Regions from separate parts of the Mus musculus genome. Here regions 1, 2, 4 and 5 are each linked to region 3. Evidence: chromatin contacts called from public Hi-C, promoter capture Hi-C and targeted proximity ligation data. All regions are on one chromosome and are shown on one strand. The core of a region is the stretch at or near the end of the contact, and the rest is flanking DNA. Distances in the headings are between cores, read along the strand shown.

What was found. Promoter capture Hi-C pulls out the DNA fragments that hold promoters and counts their contacts. Hi-C and Micro-C count contacts between places; a contact is called where the count stands out from the background.
Region 1: a contact with region 3 is called in a promoter capture Hi-C map of the HPC-7 cell line. A contact is called at or near these places in 4 of 39 promoter capture datasets (the HPC-7 cell line, hippocampal neurons, liver and 1 more), 2 of 484 Hi-C or Micro-C datasets (cortical neurons and pro-B cells) and 1 of 9 other capture datasets (adipose tissue).
Region 2: a Hi-C map of myocytes shows a contact between it and region 3, with 4 times the contacts expected there. A contact is called at or near these places in 1 of 484 Hi-C or Micro-C datasets (myocytes) and 1 of 130 datasets of targeted methods (pancreatic cancer cells).
Region 4: a contact with region 3 is called in a targeted proximity ligation map of bone marrow-derived dendritic cells, with 2.6 times the contacts expected there. A contact is called at or near these places in 1 of 39 promoter capture datasets (pre-B cells) and 1 of 130 datasets of targeted methods (bone marrow-derived dendritic cells).
Region 5: a targeted proximity ligation map of bone marrow-derived dendritic cells shows a contact between it and region 3, with 4 times the contacts expected there.

What each region holds. Positions count from the first base shown.
Region 1 is chr19:11,611,970-11,614,669 of GRCm38.p6, forward strand. No RefSeq gene overlaps it. Among named protein-coding and RNA genes, the nearest start is that of Ms4a6d, 8.5 kb to the left of the region's middle.
Region 2 is chr19:10,040,177-10,042,882 of GRCm38.p6, forward strand. It overlaps Fads3 (fatty acid desaturase 3), which reads left to right and starts at 1,372. Exons shown (of 12, transcript NM_021890.3): 1 at 1,372-1,780. The coding sequence starts at 1,556.
Region 3 is chr19:10,687,347-10,690,196 of GRCm38.p6, forward strand. Vps37c (vacuolar protein sorting 37C) reads left to right here and starts at 1,389. Exons shown (of 5, transcript NM_181403.3): 1 at 1,389-1,633.
Region 4 is chr19:11,406,223-11,408,967 of GRCm38.p6, forward strand. Ms4a4c (membrane-spanning 4-domains, subfamily A, member 4C) reads left to right here and starts at 1,439. Exons shown (of 7, transcript NM_029499.3): 1 at 1,439-1,545.
Region 5 is chr19:11,334,836-11,337,535 of GRCm38.p6, forward strand. Ms4a7 (membrane-spanning 4-domains, subfamily A, member 7) reads right to left here and starts at 1,311. Exons shown (of 7, transcript NM_027836.6): 1 at 1,172-1,311.

The sequences.
Region 1 (2,700 bases), core at 27-2,526, 920 kb after region 3:
ATTCCAGCCTGGATAAATCTACACACTTCTTTCAAGTAGTTAAACCACACTTTCTCCAGGAAACAAACCCATTCCAAATTTGTCCTTCCCCAGGATGAACTCAAGCCTCAGATGCCATCTCAAATTTCTGTTACTATTTATCATTTATACTTCAAGATGTTAAACATACCCTAATAAATCTACTCTGAGTTTTCTAATTGGCCCCAGACTATCAAAGGTGCCTTCTACTCCTCCTCTTTCTTTTCCTCCTTCCCCTCCTCCTCCTTCTCTGTGGGAGTGCACATGTGCAGCAGTACACAACTATGCATGAATGCAGAGGCCAGAGGCCAATGTTGAGATCTTCATCAATCACTGTCCACCTGTTACAGAATTTCAGGGGTGGAACCTTTGAATCTGGCAGGACTCTGGAGTGAAGGCACCTAACCTTTAATATAGCCTTTGTCAGTGATGGTTATCTGAGATTTTATGAGGCTATCCCTTGGAAGGTTTCTCAGAGCCTTTGCTTATCTTAGGTCAGAGACGACCTGGTGAACCACAGCTGAGACTTGCTTAGGTGATGATAACCCCTAGATCAGATAAGAAGTTTTGGTATGTGGAAATTGACTTGCTAAAAGTACATTTTGTGTAACAATAAACAGAGCTTCAAGGGTGCTGTTCTCAGGGTTCAGCACCTCAGAAGCTTTCCTCCCCTCTCCCCCACCCCCCACAGCCGCTGAGAAGCCTGAATTCATCCTATAGTGGCTCTCTTTCTTTGATAGATCATCCTTCCCATGTAAACCTACCAACACTGACACACCCTATATTTTGAGTCAGGCTGTCTCACCAGACCTGGAGCTCATCAATTTGACTACACTGGCTGGACAATAAGCTCCAAAGTCCCTCTTATCTCAGCATTCCCAGCTCCTCCATGTTGTATGTATGTGCCATGGGCATGGATATTTTATATGGGTTCTGGATAAGCTGAAATCAAGTCTGCCTGCTTGTGACATAGGCACTTAACTGCCTGAGGCGCCCCCAGACCACCCTTTGATTGGAAGAACACCACCAGAAAAGATGCTTAATCATAACATGATAGTGCTTAAATATTAAATATTTTAGAACATGAGGGGACATACTTATGTCCTATACTATGAACAAATGAGAAATAAAAGAGAAAAAAGGCAAAAGATCATATAAAAACATGAGATTATATATCTAATCAAGTTATGACTAAGAAAGGAAAAGAACCAGGAGAGATAACATTGCTTTTCAATGTGGTTCCTCTTTTGGAATAATCTACAGGAACACCTTTTCTAAACAGGAAGTAGAATTATCTTCACCATCATTATAATGAACACATAAAACCAGCCCAAGATGTAAAAGTTGGACAGGCATTATGCAACTTCACAAATGCCGCAGGACATTTTCACAAAGACACAGAAGAAAGACTACCTGGAAGCTTGGTGCTCACCATTTTTCTTCTTCTCTTCACACTAACCTCCTCAGTGCCAGCCAGAAACCCTTCCCTCTAGGGACAAGCATCTGTTTCCTTCCTGAGGCCCCATGGCATCCTGAATTTCCCTCTCTATGGTAAAGTTTTTAATGCAGTGACTGATAGGTAGGAAAGAAGGGGATACACAGATCACCAGTAAGAACTTAGAAAACATTATCTAATCCTCATGCTCACTTTTTTTTCCCTGTGAGGCCAGATGAACCTTTCTCATTCCATATTCTACCATATAGTAAATGGGCTACATGAGCAGGTTGGTATTTCTCATAATAGTTTGGCTAATGTTCTGGATGTAATTTATAGCGTGTAATCAAATATCATGTATCATATCAGGAGAGATTTGTCAGGGGAAAAAGAGAGAGAAAAGAAAAAAATGTACACATAATGAAAACATATTTGTTCTTGAGGGGTGGGAGGGGATGAGCTTTGCCGTGGCCAGGCTTGCATGAATTGCTGTTGCTGCCAAGATGGCTAGCCAAACAGCCTAGGTGAACATAATTGCCAGCTCAGCAGGAGAGCCTGTCTCACGGCAATGAGGTGGACAGCAATAGAGGGAGATAACAGATGTCTCAGTCTGACCTTAACACAGAGACAACACACACATAAAATAAAAATAAGTAAATAAATACTGTGTTAATAAAAATCTAGGCATTTAAAGCAGCACAATCCGCTGGCGTCTGGGAAAAGAAAAACAACTGCTTGGGTTTTCTACATTGTTATTACAGAGCGGAAGTCTCAAAAATATTGTGTGGGAACAGATGTTTAAGTGTGCACAGGAAGATAGCTAAAGAATGGTTGGATTTGGCGCTGCGTATATTTATCAAAATGAGCTCTCTACCCAGATCGGCTGAATATAATGTTTTAGGTTGGGGGTTAGGGAGGGCACTAACAGCTCATTTAGTTGACTGACTGGAATGTAGCTGAAAAGATAGTGACCTACTGTAAGCAAATTGTGGAGTGCCTGATATGTCCTGGGTTATAGTAAGGGAAGGGATTTGAAGGCTGTGCACTCCTAGGCTTGGCTGGTGTCTCCAAAAGTTAAGGTCTTTGACCTCAAACAGAATACACCACAAGCTTCCTTGATTCTGGAGGCTTGGAATTTAGACTAAACCACGCTACTGGTGTTCCAGGGTCTCCAGGCTGCAGACACCCTGTAATGTGACTACATAGCCTCTGAAACCATTTGAGTTGGCACCCCTAATTAACCCTCT
Region 2 (2,706 bases), core at 122-2,621, 650 kb before region 3:
TCACTCTCCATGGAGGCAGTGTGTACGTAGGCTGCCCCTGATGTCACCTCTCCTCATCTCACAGGTCCCAGGTATCTAACCAACATTCTTTAGAGTATTGCTCGCCTCTGCTTTCCTCCTTGTCCTGTGTATTTAGGCCTGTAATAGTTGCATCTGGAGTGAATGCTTTCAGCCTTTTTTAGTCTTATTGTTCCCTAAACAATGCAGTGAACAATTATTTATAGAGCATTTACATCACATTAGACATTATTAAGAATTCAGAGCTGACTTAAAGTGTATGAGGGGATATGTGAAGGTTACATGCATATACTGGTTTTTTGTAGGCAAGAAACACAGGTTGGTTTTGTTATCCACAGGGGTGCCTTAGAGGTCAGGTCACCTACAAATCCTTAGGTAGACCAAGAGGAAATGTTTGCACATTGGAAAAAATACACTTTAAGGTTCTGAAAAGATTTGCTCCCAACAAACAGGTCTGCCTCACCTTTCTGCCCTGAGTCACACTAGGGTGGTGTGCGGGAGTCTGTTTTAACTAGCCCTCAAGGAAATTCTGATGGACCTTCAAGTTTGCCAGTTGTGAAAGCTTTTAACTTTTAAGGAACTGATGTCTGTCTCAAAGAAACATCGTACAATTGGGAACGTAGTTACACTCTCAAGAGGATTTGAATTTAATAAGTCAAAAATGTGACACCATGAATGGGGAGAACTGGGAGGTGGTGACAAGCAAGCCACCCATTGCAGACTGGACCATTCTTTCATCTCCTGAACGGCAGACCTCCACGCAGCAGTGTCCTCTGCTCCTCCTCCAGTGGCCAACCTGGGCATCCCCAATCCTGCGTACAGCCAGGAGGAGAGGCCATCTGCTCCTGCAGATTGCTTTAGATGGCTTCCTCGCGTGGATATTGAGGGTTTACTGGGGGATGAGGTCCATTGTTTGGTGGCTGTTGACAGTCACCCCAAGGTAGTGTCCTCATTTCTAGCTACCTGGGATGCCTGGTTAAAGACCGGTGACGTCCCTAACTACATTTCTCAGCCTTTCAGGGCTCAGACTTGGGCTCATTTCGGGCCCCTGCGGGTGTGCCTGGGCGCAGCGGCCTGCAGGACTCCCGTGCGCGCTGGGTCCCCATCCCCCGCCTTCTCAGTTGAGCCGAGAGTCCGAGAAACTGGGGGGGGGGGGGGGCAGTGCCCCGGGGGCAGTGCCGGGCGTGGTGGCCCCAGGCCCTCGAGGGTGGGGCAAGCCCCTTCGCGACACCGCCCTCCCCGGGCAGCCAATAGATGTGGAGGCGCCGCGCCTGGATTGGAGCGAGAGCGGGACTGGCCAGCGCGGGGGCCGGGACGAGGGGCGGGCGAGGCGAGCGCTGTCAGCGCGGTTATAAGGGAGGGAAAAGTTCCCTGCGCGGAGAGCCGGGCAGGCGCACGCTCTTACGGCGGCCGCAGCGGCAGGGCGGGGCCGGTGGGGCGGGCGGAGGAAGACCCCTGATTGCCACCTCGCCTCCCTCAGTGTCTCTCTTAGACCTTGGTCACGTACCGGGGTCCGGAGGACTTGTGTACAGCGGCAATGGGCGGTGTCGGGGAGCCCGGAGGGGGACCCGGGCCGCGGGAGGGGCCCGCACCGCTGGGGGCGCCCCTACCCATCTTCCGCTGGGAGCAGATCCGCCAGCATGACCTACCAGGCGACAAGTGGCTGGTCATCGAGCGCCGTGTCTACGACATCAGCCGCTGGGCACAGCGGCACCCAGGGGGTAGCCGCCTCATCGGCCACCACGGTGCGGAGGACGCCACGGTAAGCTAACCCACAGCCGGCGGGGTGGAGCCTGGCACTAGCGGTGGAGAGGGAGACGTTGTTCATAGGCTTGGCGTCTCATTCCACCTGCGGACCTTAGCATCCTTTTTGCTCTTTCTGACCTTTGACCCCTTCCCTGGCTCCAGAGTTGAGATGGAGCCTGAGGGAAGGAGGTCTCTTTCTTTCACGGAGGATGGGCTGTTTGGGTCAGTCTGTGGAATAAATAGATCTCAGGGAAGAATGGGCCCCCAGAGGTGGGTGTGCCGTGAGGGGCAGATTCTGCCCCAGGTAAGTACCCTCACTGTTGTACTGAGGGTTTCTTTTCTGCTCTGAGTGTCACAGACTATTTTCTGGTGCTTCCAAGAGCCTGGGGCAGGGCTGGGTCCCTAGCGATAGGGACGTGCCATCAGAAACTGGGGGCTGGGCAGCAGAGCTTGGGCAGGGCCTGGAGGTCTGTGGCTTATCCAGCACTTGTGTAGACTGTTCTGAGGGCCAGTGACTCACCTCTGCTGGGCTGGCAGCTACACGTGGGAAGACTTTGCCAGGCTGGGTGGGCCTCCACGGGAAGCACAGTCACCCCAGTCACCGACTAGCCCCTGGGGACTCTGGCTTCCCATTCTCAGTCCGTGTCTAGACAAGAAGGGATGGAACTGGCCTGAAGGACTATCTGGCTAGAGCCCAGTGGTGAAGCAATTTCCCAGACCCTTCCTCCTTCAGTCCCACTCCATGGACAAAGGTTGAGGCCATGGTGCTCTGCCCTCGACTATCCAAAATTGTAGGTTAGTCACATTGGGTACCCGGAAGGTCTTTAAGACTGGAGGGAATGATTCTCTAGTGGAAGAACTTGGTGGCAGCAGAGGAGGTTCTCTGTGTCCCAGGACTGTCATTGTCCCTCTCCTCCCGGATTCACTCCAGGCAACTGAGAG
Region 3 (2,850 bases), core at 139-2,638:
GGGAGAGTGTGTGTGTGCAGGGCCTGGGTTGTGTCTCCAGCACAGCATAACACTGTGCACTTGCCAGGTAGAGGTGAGAGCTTACTCTTGACTACTTTGAGAGTTCTAGGACAGCACAGGGGACTTGAGACCTGAGTACCCAGGGACCCCATGAGGTAGTAAAGGGGAGGGAGTTCTGACCAATGGGGACAATGATGATCATTTTAGATCTAGAATATGAAATAGAAAAAGTGGGAGATCTTGATGAAATTCGATGACCCAAAAGAGAAACTTACAAGATGGAAGTCCCCCCTCAAAAATAAATAAATAAATAAATAAATAAAATTGCAACTCTGTTGACTGATTAGAACTTCTTGATTGTGGAAAGCTGGGATGTTACAGGGTCCAATTAACTGATAATTATTGTTATTCTCCTTAATAAATGTTGCTCACTTCTGTGCCTTACCTCATATCAATGTGATTATCGGGTAAACCTTTTGGGATGCACTAACTCAGCAGACCCCAAAGCTAAAATGTAATCAAATAGCACCTCAGACCCAAACAGAGATTTTCCCTAATTTCTCATTACCCACTGGCCTGATGGTCCCAGCAATGTATTTGTAAAATGCCTTGGGGTAGCCTTATTCTGTTACTGTACAGACTTCACAAAAGCACTTTTACATTGGAACATGTTATTTAAGGCAACCTGAACCTGTGTCCCATGTCATGGTCACTCTTTCTTGGCTCTCTCCTTCTCTTTGAGGTGAGATCCATTTTGGGTGGACAGAAGTCAGAGTCAAGTGAAGGTGGAGGCCTCTGACACTGAGCCTGGTATCACTTAGGGCCTTTGGACTTCTCGTTGTATGACCCAGCAATTACCATTTTGAAGAGGCCAATTTGTGCTGGTCTCTGCCACTAGCAACAAAAGTTCTAATGTATAACAAAGGGTGGCAGGGTTTTCTTAGGCTGGAAGCTAATCTAACCACTGCAGCCAAAGTGGAATGGCGTTCACCTCTCAGGGCTGGTTTGTTTCCATCCCTTCCTGAGGCTTGTCACTCTGGGCGAGTGAGGATGGATCAAGTCTGACGCTTACACACTCATCTACAGACGAGTAAGAGCAATCTACGGTCCTGACAAAGGGTGATTTTTTAGGAAAGCTCAGAGCTGTTAGCAGTGTCTGAAGGGGACTCAGGACCGCAGCCATTCTAGTCCTGAGGCCAAACTATAAAAAGGAGTGTGCGCAGCAGGCCGGGGATACCGTGGTGCAATAAGAGCCCATCTGGAGCCTCCCTTTGGAAGTTCCACGCTTGTCTCAGGATATTCAGAGCAAACGAAGGGACGCCTGCAAGTCTGCGCAGGCGTACTCGCAATGGGCGGAGTCCTACGGCGGGGGCGGGGCTAGGGGTGGTGCCTTCCCCCGCGCGGGCGGGGCCGAGTGGCCTTCCGCGGGTGTGGCGCCTGAAGCCACCAGCGTCTGAGTGCAGGTATCGTGGCCACCCCTAGGCCTACAAGGCAGGACACTCGGGGCGCGGCGGAGGGGCAGTGCGGCTCGTTCTCAGCTGGACGCGGGAGTAAGTCACATCCGGTAGAGGCGGGGCTCGTGGATCCCGGAAGTGCGGGCAGCGGCTGATTGCCCGCGGTAGCGGCGGCCCCGGTAGGTGAGCGCCGCTGGGGAAGGTCTCGGGCGGCGGCGGGCAGCGGCCTACCGTGCCGGGGGCGTTGCCGGCGAACTCAGAGATGGGTTTCCTGGCCGAAGCCGGCGATTGGGCGCGATGGGCGCGTGACTCCCCGCGGGCCTGCGCCCCTGCAGTGGGGTGGGAGGGATGGACGGTGGGAGGCTGTCCTCGCCGGTCGCCTCAGCCCCGCCCCCTCCCACCTATCCGCTAACGCCACGCAACCCTTCACCCTCTGTAGGAGTACCTTGTGGCCTTTGTGTCATTAAGAGCCTCTTTGCCCCTTGTACGGATTGGGAAACTGAGGCCTGTGTGTATTCTGACTTGCCCCTGCGATATAGTGGAGTTAGAGGGACTCTGGCCTTTGTCTTGCTGGCCTGTATCATTCCCCAGGTTAGCAATAGGTAAGGGTTCTTCCCCTTTCTTCTGGACCCCGACTTGAACTGTCCAGCATGGCTGAGCCATCCTTACTTCTGGGCCTTCCAGGTGTATGGTCCCAGCATGTGCCTGGTTCTGCTTTGTTTCTCCCCTCACAGCCGTTTAGGGGTGTTCTTTCACTTTTTTTTGGTGGGCCAAGACATTCCCAGAGATGTGTTTGAGTTACTGGTAGAGTGGACTATCATCAGGGTCACATTTCTTGAGTCCAGCCTATACCTTGTCAATCAGATTTGGGCTAGCCACCTTGAGCCAAGAAACTTCACGGATACCAGGGCTCCTTCATCGCTCCCTGCATATTTTCCAGGTGTCTCTACCAATAGCGTGCCACTCCACATTCAGTGACTGTCAGTCCTGCAGCTAGAAATGGTGGTGATAGAGGGACTTAGAAGGGAAAGACTCTTCTTTGCTTGGGGCCCAGGGAGGGCCCTGATCTGGGGATTGTGGAACTGAGGGCTGCTGGGTGAAATGGTGGACTCTGAAATGAGTCTTTGTTCTTGGCAGTCATAGTGCCCAGAAAAAAAAAAAAGCCTTTTTCGTAAGATTGTCTTGGAAATCTGGCCCAGTGCCTTTGTAATTTCCATTAAGTAGAAAACATGATGGAGTGCTTCAGTGGGGCTGTTTTCTGTTGCTGTTTTGCCAAGCAGTAGTTCTGATTGCTTGTGTGGCTGTCCTTGCTGGGTACTGTTTTGGGGGTGTTTTACACTGGTTACTGGATATAGAGAACACCTCTGAGTGACTGGTGACCCGTTTACAGAATTGG
Region 4 (2,745 bases), core at 189-2,688, 720 kb after region 3:
CAGCCAATGTTGTCATGGTAGATAATCTTTTTTTAATATATGTTTGTATTCTTTTTGTTAGTATTTTATTGAGCATTTTTAGATCTATGTTCTTCAGGAAAATGACATGTAGTTTTCGTGTGTGTGTGTGTGTGTGTGTGTGTGTGTGTGTGTGTGTAATTAGAGTGACACTGGCTTCATAGAGGGTGGTCAAGAGTGCTCCTTCTGTTTTGGCAAAGAGCAGCTTTGACATCTAGGGTAAACTGGAGTGGGTCATAGAGTAGTCAATTGGTCATTCAACAGACTTTTATTAGAGGGAACACAGCTTGATTCTCTGGGGCTAGTGGAGGACTCCCTGGGGCTGGAAGAAAGACTCTGGGTCCAGTGAAACTTTCTGGAGTCAGCAAGAAAAAGGTGGGAAAGAATCACACAAACAGACACACGGACACACATACACACACACACACACACACACACACACACACACACACACACACACACTTGGTGGATGAATCAAGCATCAACTACTTCACCAATTACATACATACATACATACATACATACATACATTCATATATTTGTTGGGTGGAACAAAGCTCCAACAACTTTATTTTTTATCACACATCTTACGTATCCCAGAAAATCTTTCAAGACCTACAAAAATTACCCACATTCTATTTATATTTATTCATTGGTTCCTAATTATTCTATTCCACAGATGTGGGTCAATTACACTATGTTCTGAATTTTTTTGGCCTTGTAGCTTTTATAAATTACCAACTCCTCATAGAAACTTGACTGCAGTGAAGTGGAAGAATCTGGGAGCTTCTTCCTAATCAACTTGTGGTTGAAATTCTGGCCCTGCCACTTATTGGTGGTGTGATATCCATTCCTTCATTTTTTAAAAATGGAGCCAAGGATACAACAGACCAGATATTTCCCTAGGTCAGAAGGTATGTCGTAGGTCACAGTTCTAGGCCCCCAGGAGCCACCTGAGCTCTCCTGATTCATCTCTCTCCCTCTTTTGGGCTCTTCCTAGACTTTTGTCATTGTACAATGGATCATGCCTGTGTGTAAAGATACAGTGAGATCATGAAGTAATGTACTCAATGTACAATAGACAAGGAAATAATGCTCCTGCTGCTGTTCCTACCCAAATGTTTCAAACTCCCTTATTGCCTTCTCCTCCCCCATCCCACCCTTCTCCCATCAGTCATTATGGTTTGGGATGCTACACTGTAATAATATACCACAAATTGATACTTGTCTATATTCTCAATAAAAGTGTTATTTGCATTTCAAAATATTACCCATATCCATTTGTCTAAATGACAATAGTTTCTACCTTGAATCCTCAGAGTACACATCCACTCATGTATGATGGCTGAAGTGGGTGGGGAGGAAATGCCAGAAGCAAAAGGTTCTGCCTCTTAGTCAGTGGAGGGGAAGTCCTGGCACAATTAACCAGTCTGCTATCTACAAAGGGGGAACAGAGTCCTGTGAGAACACACAATCAAAACTTCTCCTGGAATAAATCATCTGACATCAGATCCTTCCCATTGTCTGGTTAGTACATCTTTTTATTTTATTGGAGGTTGAGGAATAAATTTTACTTAAAACAAGTTTTCTAAAGAAAAGACTTATGTTTTGTTCTGTAACATTTTATGATTAAAATAATCTGTTATGCACGGTTTAAAATATGATAAGGAGGTGAATATTTATAGTCCTTATTTTGTAACTTAAATATTTGAGTATTTAAAGTTTGATGTGCTCTCTCTACAATAACCTGTCATTGCTGATTATAGGGATGCCAATGGAGTGTGAGATATTGAAGTCCAAACAACATTTTTTAAAAGCATAGTAGGAAGAAACATAAGCATTGTCTGTTTTTTAATCTATTGGCATTCCTAAGAGTGTAAAACAAATGTCATACCTCATCTTTGAAAGCTTCTCCAAAGAAGCTCCAGCTTCTCCAAAGCTGCTTCCTAGAGCAGCTGAAGATCCAGAGAGCCAGGTCCTCCATCTAGAACCAGTCAAGCTAGTCTCACCTGTTCTTTCTCCAGGGTAATACAGACTACACACATAGCATGAGACTCTGGAGGATGCCAGAGGCCCAGGTGTTGGGGGGAAGAACATTGATATAACTTTGACATTGGTTAAAACATGAAATACCAGTATGGCCTATCAAAGTTGAGATGGGATCCATGGGGAGATAGATGCAATTATAATTTAGGTTCTTGACCCAACTGGGTGTAGAGTCAACTTGAATCTAAGTTGTTGAAACACCATTCAACAATGACCCTGGATCTTGATATCATTGGATGGGAAACATGGAATTATTCAGGTAATTTACCAGTGTGTGTGTGTGTGTGTGTGTGTGTGTGTGTGTGTGTATGGTATGTTGGAGCTTTGTTCCATCTACCATATGTATGTATGTATGAATGTATGTATCATGTATGAATGTATGTATGAATTTATGTATATATGTATGTTTGTATATATGTAATGTGTGAAGTTGTTGGAGCTTGTTGAAATTTGCTTCATTTACTAAGTACCCTAAGCATTCAGTTTCACTTTCCCTCAAAAGGCCATTTTCAGTTTCAGCCCTCAACACTCCTTGTGATATCTTGTGGAACTGTTCAGTGTGCCCCATACCTGTGCATGCTCTTCCTATCGGAGTTAATCCCCCCAGCTGGTGCCCTGTGGTTTATAATTATTTTCATGTTATTTGTTTTCTGGGAACCTGTACTTTGGAAGCCAGCACTG
Region 5 (2,700 bases), core at 61-2,560, 650 kb after region 3:
TCCTTTTCTCCTCTCTTCAGTTCTCTCTCCTCTTTATGTAAGATTTTACACAAATTATAACACTGTACAAATGGTCATTCCAACCATTTAGAATTCTTATCAATCTTTGACTAATTACAATAGCCTTAAGTATAAAAGGCAAACGTTATATTCTGACATGCTGCAAACATTGTTAAACCTCAAAAACAAAATCTTAAATGAAGTCAAGGAAGTCAGATGCTGCGTGGTTCTACTTATGAGGTACCCCTACTACTCAGTTTTGTAGAAAAGTAAAATGGTGGGGGAGGGGTGGGTGAAGAGCAGTTGTTTAGTGGATTGTCATGGGGGTGCCAAGCATGAATGAATCGAATGCCACTGAATCACACACTTCCAGTAGTTAGAACGCTACAGTTATGTAATTGGATTTTAAACTAGAATTAAAAATCCAAATGATAAATTCAAATGAATGCATTTCATTAGACTGAATGTATAATCATGGTCATTTTGGTTCCTTCTATTTTTGTTATCACTATGAACAATGCTGTAAGAAACACCTGTGCATTTTAAAACACATAGAACTTATGCTTATTTTATATGTTCAATTATCTATTTATGATAGCATATAGAGATGTATTTCCTGAATTTAAGCTATTCTTAAAATATGGCTATTTTGGAAGGAACTCTACATAATGATGTTTCTTACATTTTATAGTATGTCTGGCAACTGACACCATCACCTCCCAATCCAACTATGCTTTGTTCTTCACCATTCATTATGTTCACATGAAGTGGGAATGGCCCTTAGCTTTCGAAAAGAGTTCCAAAATCTCTTCTATTCAGGCAAACACCTCTGCACACAGTGCTTTTCTGTGTTGCAATGTTAGATTAGAACCATAGTTTCCAAGTTAAACATTTTCTCAAATGTCAGTCTTCTTTGAGAACATGTTTTATAAGACTAAGTGGCAAGAGTAGGGAAATTAAGGGAACTAACTATATAAGGTCATCACTTCAAATCTCAACTGATCTCAAAGGTGCTTTCCTTTTTGACAAGTAAGTAAACTGAGGCTTCAAATGGGCCTCACCAACTATTGCAAGTGGTCAACAGAAAAAACAGGATGAAAATCCATTTCCCAGACTGTCTATTTAGAGCACAACATCTCCCAGTGGTACGATTCCAACCCAAAGTTCCTACCTGTCCTCACAGCCCTGTCCTGTGTGCTGCAGCTCCTGGGCCTGCTCACTCTGCTCCTGGGAGAACTCAGACTCAACCTCTTACCAGCTGTTTCCTCCAGAAGTTGCACTGTCTGCCTTTGACACTCAGTCATTTTGTGTGCTTTCCCCGGAAGTACTCGTGATTACACAGGGTGTGAGTTTGCAGTAATTACAAGTAGTAGGAAAACGAAGAGCTGCTCTGCTTCCCCTTTCTGAAGTTTGAGGTTTGGAAAAATAACACAAAATAAAATCATCTCACGAAACAAATTTGGTCAAGTAGGGAACGATTCCTTGCATTTCTATATTGCATTAAGTCTGTCCCCTTCTGAATGAGAGATATTAGAATTCACCGTCTGACTTACAGAATTAATGAGGAAGGGAGTAAGGAGTTCATGAAAATCAGAGTTATTGGATTTGAGAACATTTGGACTTGAGAGAGCTTATTGATATGGAGATAATTTCCAGCTGGTTGGAAACCACTTTTAAAAGCGTAAACCTCAGTAGCAGCTCCCAAGGTTAATACTTGTTTCTTCCAATGGAGTATCACTGAATATACAAACCACACTCAAGGGAGTAGACGGCCATCACAAAACGAACTCCATGGTATTTTTGGAGATGTTTATCTCATAATGTTTTGCTTGGCCACTGTTTTTTTTTTAAACCTTAACTTGTATTTTGATTATCCTTATGGCATCTGATTTTTTTGTTTTCTGGCTTTGTTTGTGTGTCTCTCTGCATGTGTATGTGTTTCTTGTGATTTTTCTCTTTTATTTACTCTATTTCTCTGTTTGCTTTGTTCTATTCTGGTTTGTTTATTTACTGGCCTGTTTGGTTTCTAAAGAGAGAAAGACATGGAGTTGGAAGGGTGGGGAGGTGAAGATCTGGGAGGAGGAGAAGAAACAGTGGTCAGAATATACTGTAGAAAAGCAAATTTCTATTTTCAATAAAAATATTTTTAATTAAAATGAAGTATGTCTCAAAATAGCTCCAAAATAAGTTAAAAACAAGAACAAGCAGAAATCCAGTCCATACCTGTTGCATAAGTCTAAAAGAGGATGGCCTATAAGATGACAAAAGGAAGTAGAAGAGGAATACTATAGAGAGGAAGAGAAAGATGGAGATTCCAATGCCATGCTAGATGCTCATATACAACTAGTGTACTTGAAGCTAAAACTGTTATTGATATAAATCAGCATGGCTCCAAGAAGTTCTGAGCAGACAAACACGAATGGTCAGGCTTTATGTGTGCTGTAAGAATGACTTTGTTTCAAACCTGAGCATAAATTAATTACTTTGACTTGTTTGTTTTGTTTAGTTTTAATTCTACGCGATAGCACGAACCCTTTATTTGTAGTCTTGCTTTCTGTGGTTTCATTATCCACAGTTCACCACAGTATAAAATGTTCATAGATAGTTGTAAACACAAAGATTTGTTAGTTTTAAGTTTCCGTTCTGTGAAGTGTGGTGAAATTGTACCATAAGTGAGACAGACAGACAGAGAATTCAAGT